Linked DNA regions of Mus musculus: region 1 is linked to region 2. A link is a contact called in public Hi-C data. All regions are on one chromosome and are shown on one strand. Each heading gives the region's core, a stretch centred on a gene start, on an enhancer-like site or on the middle of the called end of the contact. The rest is flanking DNA. Distances are from core to core; before and after follow the strand shown. Region 1 has its middle 83 kb from the start of Lpin1. Region 2 has its middle 20 kb from the start of Gm36235.

Evidence for each region. A called contact is a pair of places that touch in the nucleus more often than the background predicts.
Region 1: a Hi-C map of rod photoreceptor shows a contact between it and region 2, with 4 times the contacts expected there. The contact joins two enhancer-like sites. A contact is called at or near these places in 1 of 15 datasets of contacts at CTCF or cohesin (large pre-B cells), 8 of 484 Hi-C or Micro-C datasets (the HL-1 cell line, the N1E-115 cell line, embryonic fibroblasts and 5 more) and 7 of 115 datasets of contacts at active chromatin or transcription factors (CD8 T cells, the NIH/3T3 cell line, cardiomyocytes and 4 more).

The regions. Positions count from the first base shown.
Region 1 is chr12:16,503,926-16,509,511 of GRCm38.p6, forward strand. No RefSeq gene overlaps it. Among named protein-coding and RNA genes, the nearest start is that of Lpin1, 83 kb to the right of the region's middle. Within about 2 kb of position 3,471, at least 11 of the 459 cell types and tissues checked have an H3K27ac peak or open chromatin away from gene starts, as enhancers often do. A contact at or near this core is called in rod photoreceptor, where this site is marked.
Region 2 is chr12:15,992,290-15,998,082 of GRCm38.p6, forward strand. No RefSeq gene overlaps it. Among named protein-coding and RNA genes, the nearest start is that of Gm36235, 20 kb to the right of the region's middle. Within about 2 kb of position 1,847, at least 9 of the 459 cell types and tissues checked have an H3K27ac peak or open chromatin away from gene starts, as enhancers often do. A contact at or near this core is called in rod photoreceptor, where this site is marked.

The DNA.
Region 1 (5,586 bases), core at 2,221-4,720, 510 kb after region 2:
TATAAAACATGGGAGGAGTGTGCTCAAAGTACAGAGAGAGAGAGAGAGAGAGAGAGAGAGAGAGAGAGAGAGAGAGAGAGAGAGAGAGAGAGTATGAGCATAAACATCTAGAAGAAGCCTGACGAGGGTTTGGCCTGCTTTTCTCTCTTTTCTTCAGCCAACTTAGCCTCCTCACTCAGAGCCAGTGTGGGCAGATTGAGAAAATCAAGTCACCCTCAATACCCAATCTTCTTAGCCAGGCATGTGACACACTCAAGGTGCCTCTGAGATAAACCGCTGTCCAGTCAGCACCAGGATGTTGGGTGGGTTTTCAAGTAGTCTTAATAGTGTACACAAGGTTGACTATGCTACTGTGACAGGGGAAATACCACAGATGTTCATCAAATGAAACAATGAAACAGAGACTAGAAAGCATTCACCATAAAGACCATTTGCTGTCTTCCAATGAGCTTAGGCTCAGTTCCCGGCACGCATAATCAGGCTCACAGGTGGCTGTGACTGCAGCTCTGGGGGATCTGGTGCCCCCTTCTGGCTTTTGTGAGGACCTACATATACCTAGAATACACTCAAGTAAACAATACAAATAAATTTAAAATATTTTTTAAGAGGTTGCTTCTAGGTACTTTTATAACTGGGCCCTCTTTCAGAGTGTAGGCTGGGACAATCCTAGTCTCTAACTCCCTGATGGTTGAGAGTGTTCAAAGCAAAACGGAGCACCAAGCACCGGCTGCTGAGGCTTCTGCTCAAACTGCCGTCCATGTGCTGACATGCTTAGCCTCACAACTGTCTGTGATTGCAAAGGGATGAAAAAGGCACAACTATACGGAAGCCTTGTAAGAACAAGAAATCATCAGAGAGCAACAAAGACCACAGAAGAGTACAACGCTCCGTGCCAGTTACTACTGCGCCAAGATAAAGAGGACAGTCCCCAGCAGGGTCTCATCAGCATGGCTACCCACCATCTTCTCCCTCTTTTATGAAGAAAACTCCTCCCATCTGGAACTTGTCTAATGCCTAAGAAGCTGGTGTGCAGGCCTCTACACACTTGAGAGCATCAAAGATCAACTCCCATGCACACAGTCTCCAAAGCCTCATGCTGTCTTCTCTAATTGCATAGGAATTTCACACTCCATTCACTGGCTATCACTGTGAGTTTTCATGTCAAAATCAATGCTCACTGAAGTTGTGTGGCGCACATCAGGTAGTGTCTTTTCACAGCTGACCCATCACATTGTGTCCCTGGATCAGCAGCTCAATAACAGATCATGGGCTGTACAGAAAACGATCCTCTAAGTGGTCTCAAACTGCTTACCTGGATGCCTTTGCTTTTTCTGAATTAAAAAAAAAATGCCATCTGCCATTTACTGAGTTCCTGTGATGAGTGCACAATTTGGCCAACATCATGTCTTGAGCTTACAGCAGTTCTTTGAGAAATGGAGATTCAGGCAGGAGTGTCTTGAGTGGTGGTTCTCAACCTGTGGGTCTCAACCCCTTATATCATATAAAATAATTCTATATATCAAGTAATTATATTATTATCCATAACAGTAGAAAAACTACAGATGTGAAGTAGCAACAAAAATAATTTTATGGCCGGACGGTGGCAGCGCACACCTTTAATCCCAGCACTTGGGAGGCAGAGGCAGGTGGATTTCTGAGTTTGAGGCCAGCCTGGTCTACAGAGTGAGTTCCAGGACAGCCAGGGATATACGGAGAAACCCTGTCTTGAAAAAAAAAATTATGGACATGATCAGGTATTGGGTGGGGGACAGGAATGAAACACTGAGGGCCAGCAGAAAGAATGAAAACAGGCAACCTCGGGAGGTAGAAGGTAGAGAGACCCTCTAGAATGTACTGAGTCCTGGGAGGTGAGAGATGCTCAGGACTCAAAGGGAGGAACCTTAGATGAAATGCCCAACAGTGGGGAGAGGGAACTTATAGAAAGACTGAGCATCAGTGGAGGGATGGGATTGCCATCTCACAGTCAAAAACTCTGACCCAGAATTGTTCCTGTCTGAAAGAACTGCAGGCACAAAAATGGAGAAGAGACTGAGGAAAAGGAGGTTCAGTGACCTGCCCAAATTAGAATCCAGCTCAAGGGGAAACTCCAAAGCCCGACACTATTACTGATGCTATGTCATAATAATGTGCTTACAGACAGCAGCCTAGCATGGCTGTCCTCCGAGAAACCCAACAAGCAGCTGAAAGAGTCAGATGCAGATACTTACACCCAACCAATGGACAGAAACTGAGGACCCCTGTGGTTGAATTAGGGAAAAGCTGGAAGAAGCTGAGGAGGAAGGCGACCCTATAGGGAGACCAGCAGTCTCACCTAACCTTGTCCCCATGATCTCTCAGATACTAAACCACCAACCAGGCAGCATACACCAACTGATATAAGGCCCCCAACACATATACAGCACAGGAAGCACAGGACTGCCTGGTCTGGCCTCAATGAGAGAAGATGCATCTAACCCCCAAGAGACTTGAGGCCCCAGGGAGTGGGGAGGCCTAGCAGGGTGCGGATGGGTGGGGTGGAGACCTCCTCTTGGAGATGGGGGAGGAGGAATTGGATGAGGAACAGTCAGAGAGCAAACTGGGAGGGAGATAGCGACTGGACTATTAAAAGATTAATAATAATAATAATTTAAACAAAAAATAATAATAATGTTGTGGCTGGGGGGTCATCACATGAGAAACTGTGTTAAAGGGCCACAGCTTTAGGAAGGTTGAGAACCACTGTGTTTGGGGTGGAAGAGTGGGACACTTACACAGCTTGTCAGAGCCATCAATGAGGAAGATACAAACTACCACATGGTATTCAAGCCATTGAGGTCTGTGACAATTAACCAAAGCAAGACTGCAAATGAACAAAGGAGAGCTATAGCTACCCAGTTCTGGGTCAGGCTGATGCTCATTGTAGGAACAAAAAACAAAAACCCTCAGGTGTGAATGCTGTGTCATTTCTTGCTGGCTTCACAGCTACACAACACGAGGCCTTTGCTGTTCAGCCCCATGTCAGCTAATAGGGGCCCTGGAGGCAGTTTGCCCTGCTCAGCTAGAGGGAAAATCATCACACAGAAAAATCAGCTCCACCTGTCAGTTGTGGTTCCAAAGACAGGCAGCCCTTCCCTTCCCCTCTGCTAAGCGGCAAAGCCTCTCTAGTTGACATTTTTTTTGAGAGATGGATTGAGACTGACATTCTAAGCATGAGAGCAGGGGAAGTTACAGACCAAAAAATAATAATGATAAAGCAGACTCAGCCCTGGAAAAACACAAAGCACCATATGTCTACAAATAAATTAACAAGCCGGCGCTGGGAGACGTCTCAGTCAGTGAAGTGCCTGACTGCAAGTGTGGAGACAGGAACTCCAAAGGAACTCCAAAGGCACCGCGGAGGCAGGAGGATCCCCGGGGCTCACTGGTCAGCCAGTCTAGGGGAAGTAATAAGACTCATAGTTCAGTGAGCAACGATGTCTCGAGAAGTCAAGCAGAGAGGAGCAGCGGAAAACCCCAATGGCATCTATGTGCACAATATACTCACCTCTATAGACATATATACTCACTCCACCTGGACAGCACAGAAGAGCTGACCCTAGCAGTGGGGGCGCAGGTGAGCCAGCCTGAGGGGGGGGGGGAGCGTGGAAAAGCTGGCCCTGCCACTCATCTGTCTGCCACGAGGTGGTGTGTGTGCAAGGGTGACACTCCATGACGGCCCCTCACTACCTGCAGCAGTCAGGAGAGCTGGCCCTGTTCTTCCCAGGCTGAAGCACTTGGGAGACCAAGACCCTGCACCTGACAAGCAGGGCTCGTTGCATCCTTATTAGCTACCGCTGTGGAACTTACCCATTTACTTAAAACTGAGTGTCAGGGATGCCCAGAGGGCCACCTCAATGACAAACCTCTTTCTACCCCACTCTCCATTGGGAAGCATCATGAAGCAGTATAGCTTGTCTTTCTTCCTGAGGAGCAGGGCCCATAACTCCTCCCAGGACAGCCACTCCTGGAATGGCTCTTCACAAGGAACCCAGTACAACCTGGAAGGAGCTGCAACCCTCGGGGTTGATGGACTCACATTACCTGATGGTTACAAGTGCCCTCTAGAAACCAAGACTTCCAGAACCGTGAGACTTAACACTTTAGGGATCAGGAAAGCCCAATATGGTTGCTGAATGACAAGGAGCAGGCCACTCTTATGTCACCTTTTAGCTCCAGGCTTCATAGATCTACAGTGTGTCTCACCTGGGAATTTCTGTGTCTGTTTTCTTACCCCCCTACTCCACCTTTGGCCAGAGGCTCCTGGAGGACAAAGTCCATTTTTGCATGTTTCTGTGTATATACTAAGAGAAGTCCTATTGTCTGGCATAGAGGATGGGGGATGGGTGGAAGGAAATGTCACTTTCTTATGTATGGCTGTGATGTGTGTTTATTTGTACACAGGCACACATGTGTGCATTGCGTGTGCATGTGCATTTACATGTGCAACCTCGGGTATCATTTCTCAGATACTCTCTCCCCTTGTTTGTTTTGGGGATTTTTTGGTTGTTTAGTTGTTTGGGGGTTTTGTTGTGTTTTGTTTTGTTTTGTTTTGTTTTGTTTTGAGACAGGGTAGTTCACTGGAACTTGCCAAGTAGGTTAGACTAGTTAGACAATGAACCCCAGTGAGACAGAACCTTTTTCTGCCACCCCAATGCTGGTATTAGAAGCAAGAGCCACCAAGCCCTGCTTCTTTTCCCATGAGTTCTGGGGGTAAAATATAGTTCCTTGTGCTTATAAGACAAGCACTTTACTGGCTAATCTGTCTCTAAGTCTTAAAGATACTTTCTTATGCCATGGCTAACACATTTTTGGAACATCTGCCCTATTTTTTAAATACCAACTACAGTCCTGATACTGAATACTGAGTCAATAGGTCAGAGTGTCCCATTGGGACCAGCACAGGATACCTGCAAAACAAAAGTGGGAAGTAAAGAGCCAGCAAAGTTAAAAATATTATGACAGTCCATCTGTGGTCAGAAAGAGAAAAGGCATGGTGATACTGGCCTTTCCAAGAGACTTGCTTGGCCCTTGGGAAAATCGGGTCTGAAGTCAAGACCCATTTCCCTGCTGGGCAAAGCTTTCTTTACTTGAAAATCAGAGCAGACAGATCCTCAGTAGAGGCCACAGACAAAAAGTAGGTTTCTGTCCGAAAGGCCAGGAGTTCTTCGGGCTTGGAGCTGGGGGAGAGAGCGCTTGTAGAGAGTATGCATGGCTGAGGGTGTGTTCTCTGAATGTCTTTCCTTGGCTAGAAAGAACCTGGAGGAGAAGCAGTCGGGAAACATTTGGGAAAGGTCTAAAGTCACAAAGGAGTCCAGGAGTCCTCTGTGCAAAGCCAGTAGGCAGCCCATGAGGCATTCACAGGAAACAAAGAGAGAGAAAAAGAGGTCAAAAGAGCCCTCCAACCCTGCATTCATCATTCAGTTCGATCTTCAAGGAATCTGCTGACTGACACAAATTGTTTTATGTGACTTTCTGCCTGGGACCTGAAAGGACAGGCCCCTCCCAAGAAGGAGAAGATGGGGCTGAATGGGGGCGAGGCCGCGGGGG
Region 2 (5,793 bases), core at 597-3,096:
CATATCTTCAAATCTTTCATTAGAATTTTAATGAGAATTGCATTGGATCTGTAGATTTGCTTTTGATAAATCAGTAATCTTACTATATTAAGTCTTGCTGTTCATGAGCAGGAGAGCTTTTGTAATCTTTTTATTTTATTTTATTTCTTTAGAAATTTTATTGTAGAGATCTCTCATATCCTTAAGTAGCTTTTTTTTTTCCTGGACATTTTTTTTAAGCTAAAGGAAGTGAGATTTTCTTACCAGTTTCCACCTCAGAGTATTCATTATGGGTATATAGAAAACCTATCATTTTCTATATTTTGACTTCGTATCTTCCTAATGTTCTGAAAGTGTTTATTAGTTCTAGAATTTTCTGATAGATCTTTAGGTCTTTTCTGTATGAAAGAATACCATCAGGAAATAGGAGTAATCGCATGTCTGAAAATAAATTCTCTAGTTCTTCCTTATATTTTATAGAACTTCAAACATAAATTCCCATTCACTATCAGCAACCTGGGCCACGAATGAAAATCTCCCTCCAACAGTAGTGAGTTCTAACCAATGGTGTGGCAATTTGAGTTCCCTCTGTGTCTCTGTCTCTGTGCCACCCCCTACCCCCAACCTGCTTTAGGCTTGCTCTCAAATCCCACTATTGTGGGGCCAGTGGAAGCCCTGTTGGCCTGCTTCCACCCTTTTGACACTTCTAGGAATCTGCAAGTCTAAAGACAGAACACGCTTTGATTTTCTTCTGCTATGTTCCACACACTCACAACATTGAAGAATGCAGAATCTTGTCGCTGTCTCCTTTATGTCCCTATATTTCTTCTTCATTGACTCACACTTTCTATCCCTTTTGTACTATACTCTAGAGGAATTTCATGACTCAATCTCCTAGCCTGTTAATTTTCGCCTAAGGAGTCTTCTAGTTGTATTTCTGCCCCACTAATTCTTACTTACTGTTAATGTTTAAGATCAAAGTGACTATTTAGAAGAGATGGTCTTTGCTCTCTTGCCTATTTAAAGTTACTGTTCTAATTCTTCTCTATGTGAACTAATTTTTATTCCTTAAACATGCCTTTCTAAGAGTTCTATCTTTCAATTATTTATTTGTCTATTTATTGGTATCACTATATAGCCTAATCTGGGTTAGAATTTCCAATTCTCCTGCCTCAACTTTCCAAGTTCATGCACTTGCAATGCGGTGTGTGTGTATTCTACCACATCTGGCTCATTCTGCAATGTTCTTTAAATGTGAGTTTAATAGAGGTCTCTGCTGCTCGGACTTGAAAGTGTCTGTCCTATATAGAAATATGTATTTCATGAAGTACTGTTTATAATTTACTTTCTTTTTGAGATTTCTTTTTTTGTGTCTTGGGTTTTGGGGGGAAAAGGACAAGTATTTTGTGCATATGTCAACCTAACCCTTTCCCTGCTGCTTTCTAATTAAGGTTTTTTTTTATGTTTATTATGATATAATGTGGTCTTTGGGCAGTTTGTCACAGAGCTCCCTTCTGTGTGGAGTCAGGAAGTTGGTACCAGTACTATGGCAGTGTTGACAACCACATAGGAACTATTTGAGGAGTAAACACAGACCTTAGTCATCTGAAAGGTTTTTTTTTTTTTAATTTTTGGAGTTTTGTAAAAATAATAAGTGTGTGTGTGTGTGTGCACTCGCCATATGTGCACAGTTGCCCTGGAGGCCAGAAGAGGGTGTCAGATCCAATAAAGTTCAAGTTATAGGCAGTTTGTGAGTCACCCAATGTGAGTTCTGGGAAGGGAAAGAAGCCTTCTTAACTGCTGAGCCATCCTCTCAGCCCCTGAAGGCTATTCGCTGACACCTTGAGCATGTTCAAATATCTCTGGGGGAGGAGAATACTTCCTTAGGAACATAGTGATGAGTAAGCAGCCTGTGTATCTGTAAATAACCCTTCACCTGTGCAGCAATAAATAATCCCAATTAAACCCACTGCATTACGAGGGAGGGAGGGAGGAAGGGAGGGAGGGAGGAAGGGAGGGAGGGAGGGAGAAGAGGGAGACAGGAAAATAGATAGAGGACTCCTTGGGAAGAAGAAAGAGATCAGCAGGAGTCAGGGGACAAGACAGGGTGATGGGAATGAGACTGATCAAACCACATAAATGAAAATTTCACAATAAAACAACTAATTATGTGATAAGCAGAACACAATCAAATAAATATGAAGGATAATCTACCAGCATACAATGCTGCATCATTGAGCAATTAGCTTGAAAACACATTAAAAAGCCACTGAGTTCGTGGTGGCTTGGAGGAAATGATTTATGGGGAAAATATACAACAACTAACATAAACTGTTCTAGACAAATAATTTTGAATATGAGATAGTTTTAGGGCACACTTACTATTTTGTCTTTCTAGATTACATAAGTAAAATGATGTTACAAATAAGTACTCATAGTCTAAAAGAGCTCTTTAAGTAAATAAAAATAAAAACATTTCACACCGGGCATGGTGGTGCACGCCTTTAATCCCAGCACTCAGGAGGCAGAGGCAGGCAGATTTCTGAGTTTGAGGCCAGCCTGGTCTACAGAGTGAGTTCCAGGACAGCCAGGGCTATACAGAGAAACTCTGTCTCGAAAAGCCAAAAAAATTTTTAAAAATTAAAAATAATCCATAATTTAAAAAGCAAACATACAAACAAAAACAAAAGAAAACCAAACAGATGGCAGTGTTAATGTGCCATAAAATAGAGTGGCATTTCCTTTCTAATGCACCTTCAGATTAGTGCATCAGGTTGCTTGAGTGCAGTATTAGGTGGTATTTTCAACATTGTTTAGCTCCATTACACTGTATGAGCCACCACACTCGGCCCCCATGAATGCGTGGGCAAATTGTGGTTCCAATGAGAACCGCAATGTTCGAGCAGGAGAGAGTAGGATGGAGCATACATATGTCTAATAGCTTGCAAGCTGAATCCAAGATATTCAGTGGCATAAAAACCAAGTCCAGGGGAATAGGATCTGGAGGAAGAAGAGGAAAAGGAGAAAGAAGAGCAGGAAAAGGAGGATGAGGTGGAGGAAGACCTATGCCCCACTCCTGCATGCAGAAAGAAAACGGTTCTAAGTCTCCTTACGGTTTCTTTCTCTGTTCCCGCCCACAGCAGGTTAGATGGTGCCTGCCCACATAATGCAGGGCAATGTGCTTTATCAAGTTCTTGAATTTATCTAGAAATATGCTACATGGCTGTACCAAAATAATACTTCTATGGAGGCTTCAGGGAAGAGCCAACTGACATCCACACGTATGCAACCTGAATTGCAGCTACTATATTTTTCTTACTCCTGGAGGAGTTTATTTTCTGAGATCTATTAACTGATGCTAGAGAGATCCAATAGGATCTCTATCTTCATCAAAGCTTACAGTCCATCTTAGTAGTTAAAGCTACTATTGCAGTGATTAAACACCATGAACAAAGCAACTTGGGGAGGAAACAGTTGAGGTGTCTTATATTTCCATGTCACTGTTTATCAGGACAGGAACTCAACAAGTAAAGAACCTAGAGGCAGAAGCTGATGCAGAGGCCATGGAAGGATGCTGCTTACTGGCTTGCTCAGCCTGCTTTCTTGTAGAATCTAGGACCACCAACCTAGGAATGGCACAGTCCACAATGGGCTGGGCCCTTCCCCAATTAGACACTAAGAAAAATGCCCTATAGATTTGTATACAGCCCAATTTTACAGAAGCATGTTTTTAAATTTAGTTTTTTTTTAACCTATTGCCTTTACATCTCACTCACTGTTCCCCTACCAGACACCCCTCCCTCTTCTCCTCTGAGTGGGGAAGGGTCCCTGGGTATCCCTCCATCTTGGCACATCAAGTCTGCCAGACTAGGTGCATCCTCTCCAACTGAGACCAGACAAGGCATCCCAGCTAGAAGAACATATCTAACATACAAGCAACAGCTTTTCGGATAAGGATAACGACTGCTCCAGTTGTTCGGGACCCACATGAAAACCAAGCTCCACATGTGCTACCTATGTGCGGGGAGGTCAAGGTCCAACCTGTGTCTGTAGAGGCATTTTCTTAACTGAGGTTTCCTCTTCTCAGAGGATTTTAGCTTTTGTCAAGTTGACATCATCTGGTGAATGTCCTGTGCTCTTAGAATTAATCACACTCCTCTTGCTCTGCCAAGGAAAGTTTCCATTGTGAGAAAGCTGAGGGGTGTGACCAGGTGAAGATGGGTTTCTGTAGGAGTGTGATTATTCCCAGGGAGCCATTTATGCAGATGTAATCCTCCCTGAGATTTGGTTCATGGTTGTTGAAGCATGTTTGCCCTGACCAATAGAGGATAGAGTTGACAGATAAAACTATAGTTGCAAGTGTTTAACTTGTACCCCAATGCCTGCTCCTCCCTGACTATGCCTAATCTCATCTGTACTTGGATGAGATTTTAAGTTACAAATAAGGCATGGCTAGAGATGAACAATAGCTAATAATTGGTAATAACTAATAATAAATAGAAAAACTGTAGTAAGTCTTGTAATAAAATTTACTTAAGACTCAAGTTCTTTCTGAAATTGCTGTGTCCTATATCCATATGATGCTTGACCTCACACAATGAGAGCAAGGATAAGAAATCACAGATAGAAGAGACTACTGAACGTTAGGGGGCCACAGTAATCCAAAGCTTCAGCCAGTTGTCTCACTGCAGCCTCATCGTCTAATCTCTAAGAAGAGAAAGATGCAGGATGGTTATAGATGACGTGGGCAAATGAGAAAGCAGTCCTGCTTGCCTGAAATGGTATGGACTGAAATATTACTTCATCATCCACAAGGAAACCAAGAGTAAATAGAAGATTTTCAGAGGAATGAAGTGACTTTCAGAACTTGGTTTGTCTCTAGCATGTTTTCTCTACCAAGGGTACCTATCAAAGGGCGTTTTACATCCCAGGATACCTATGGCTGCTCAGCCTGGTATACCACTTTTAATGTGGAAAGTAGAAATTATCAGAGTCAAGAGCCTGGGGTAGAGATGGTAAGAGAGGGTGGTTGGAAATAAGCATGGAATATGGAAAAACAAATGATACATGTATGAGTGGGCCCACAATTTGCTTTCTAAATTATAGCTTTCCACGATGTAGAAAAGGGTGGAAGGACATAAACATAAACACTTATAACTAAAATAGGCTTCTACTGAGGGTGATAGGCACAGGGTGGCCAAACGTATGATGGGACATTCATACATGTCCTAGTCCACAGACACAAAGGACACAATATGTCTCTCTGATAAGTAGGAACGTGGCTAAGCTGAGGGGCATTGTGGGACTGGGCCCTAGCTCATTTCCATTATTCACATTTTTTCATATTCATGGCTATAACTGTGTCCATAGCCTTCCCCTTCACACAGCACAGGGCTCAGAGGCAAGGAACATGAGTGGGGGTACTTGCTCTCAGTTCCATACAGGATTCGGCTTCTCTGGTCTTGAATGCAGAGAACAGAGATATCTTGATACTTCAGCTGACCAAGAGATAGGAAACCAAGCTGTTTCCTGTGAAAGACATGATTCCAATGAAGAGGATCTTATTTTGAGAAAAAAATAGTGTTTCTCTTTGCTCACTTTGCTAACAGATTGTATCTTTAATATTAATAGGAATATATTCACTTAAGGCTTTAATGGCTGTTATTTAATATGATAGCCAGCTATTACTAACTTAATAAGCCTTAAGTTTATTAAAGCTAAAATGTATTCTGTAGAATGAAAAAACCCAACTCTTTGATAAATCTACCCCCCATCTCAGTTGCTCCAGAGAATCAAAGTGTCTATGAAACTAGT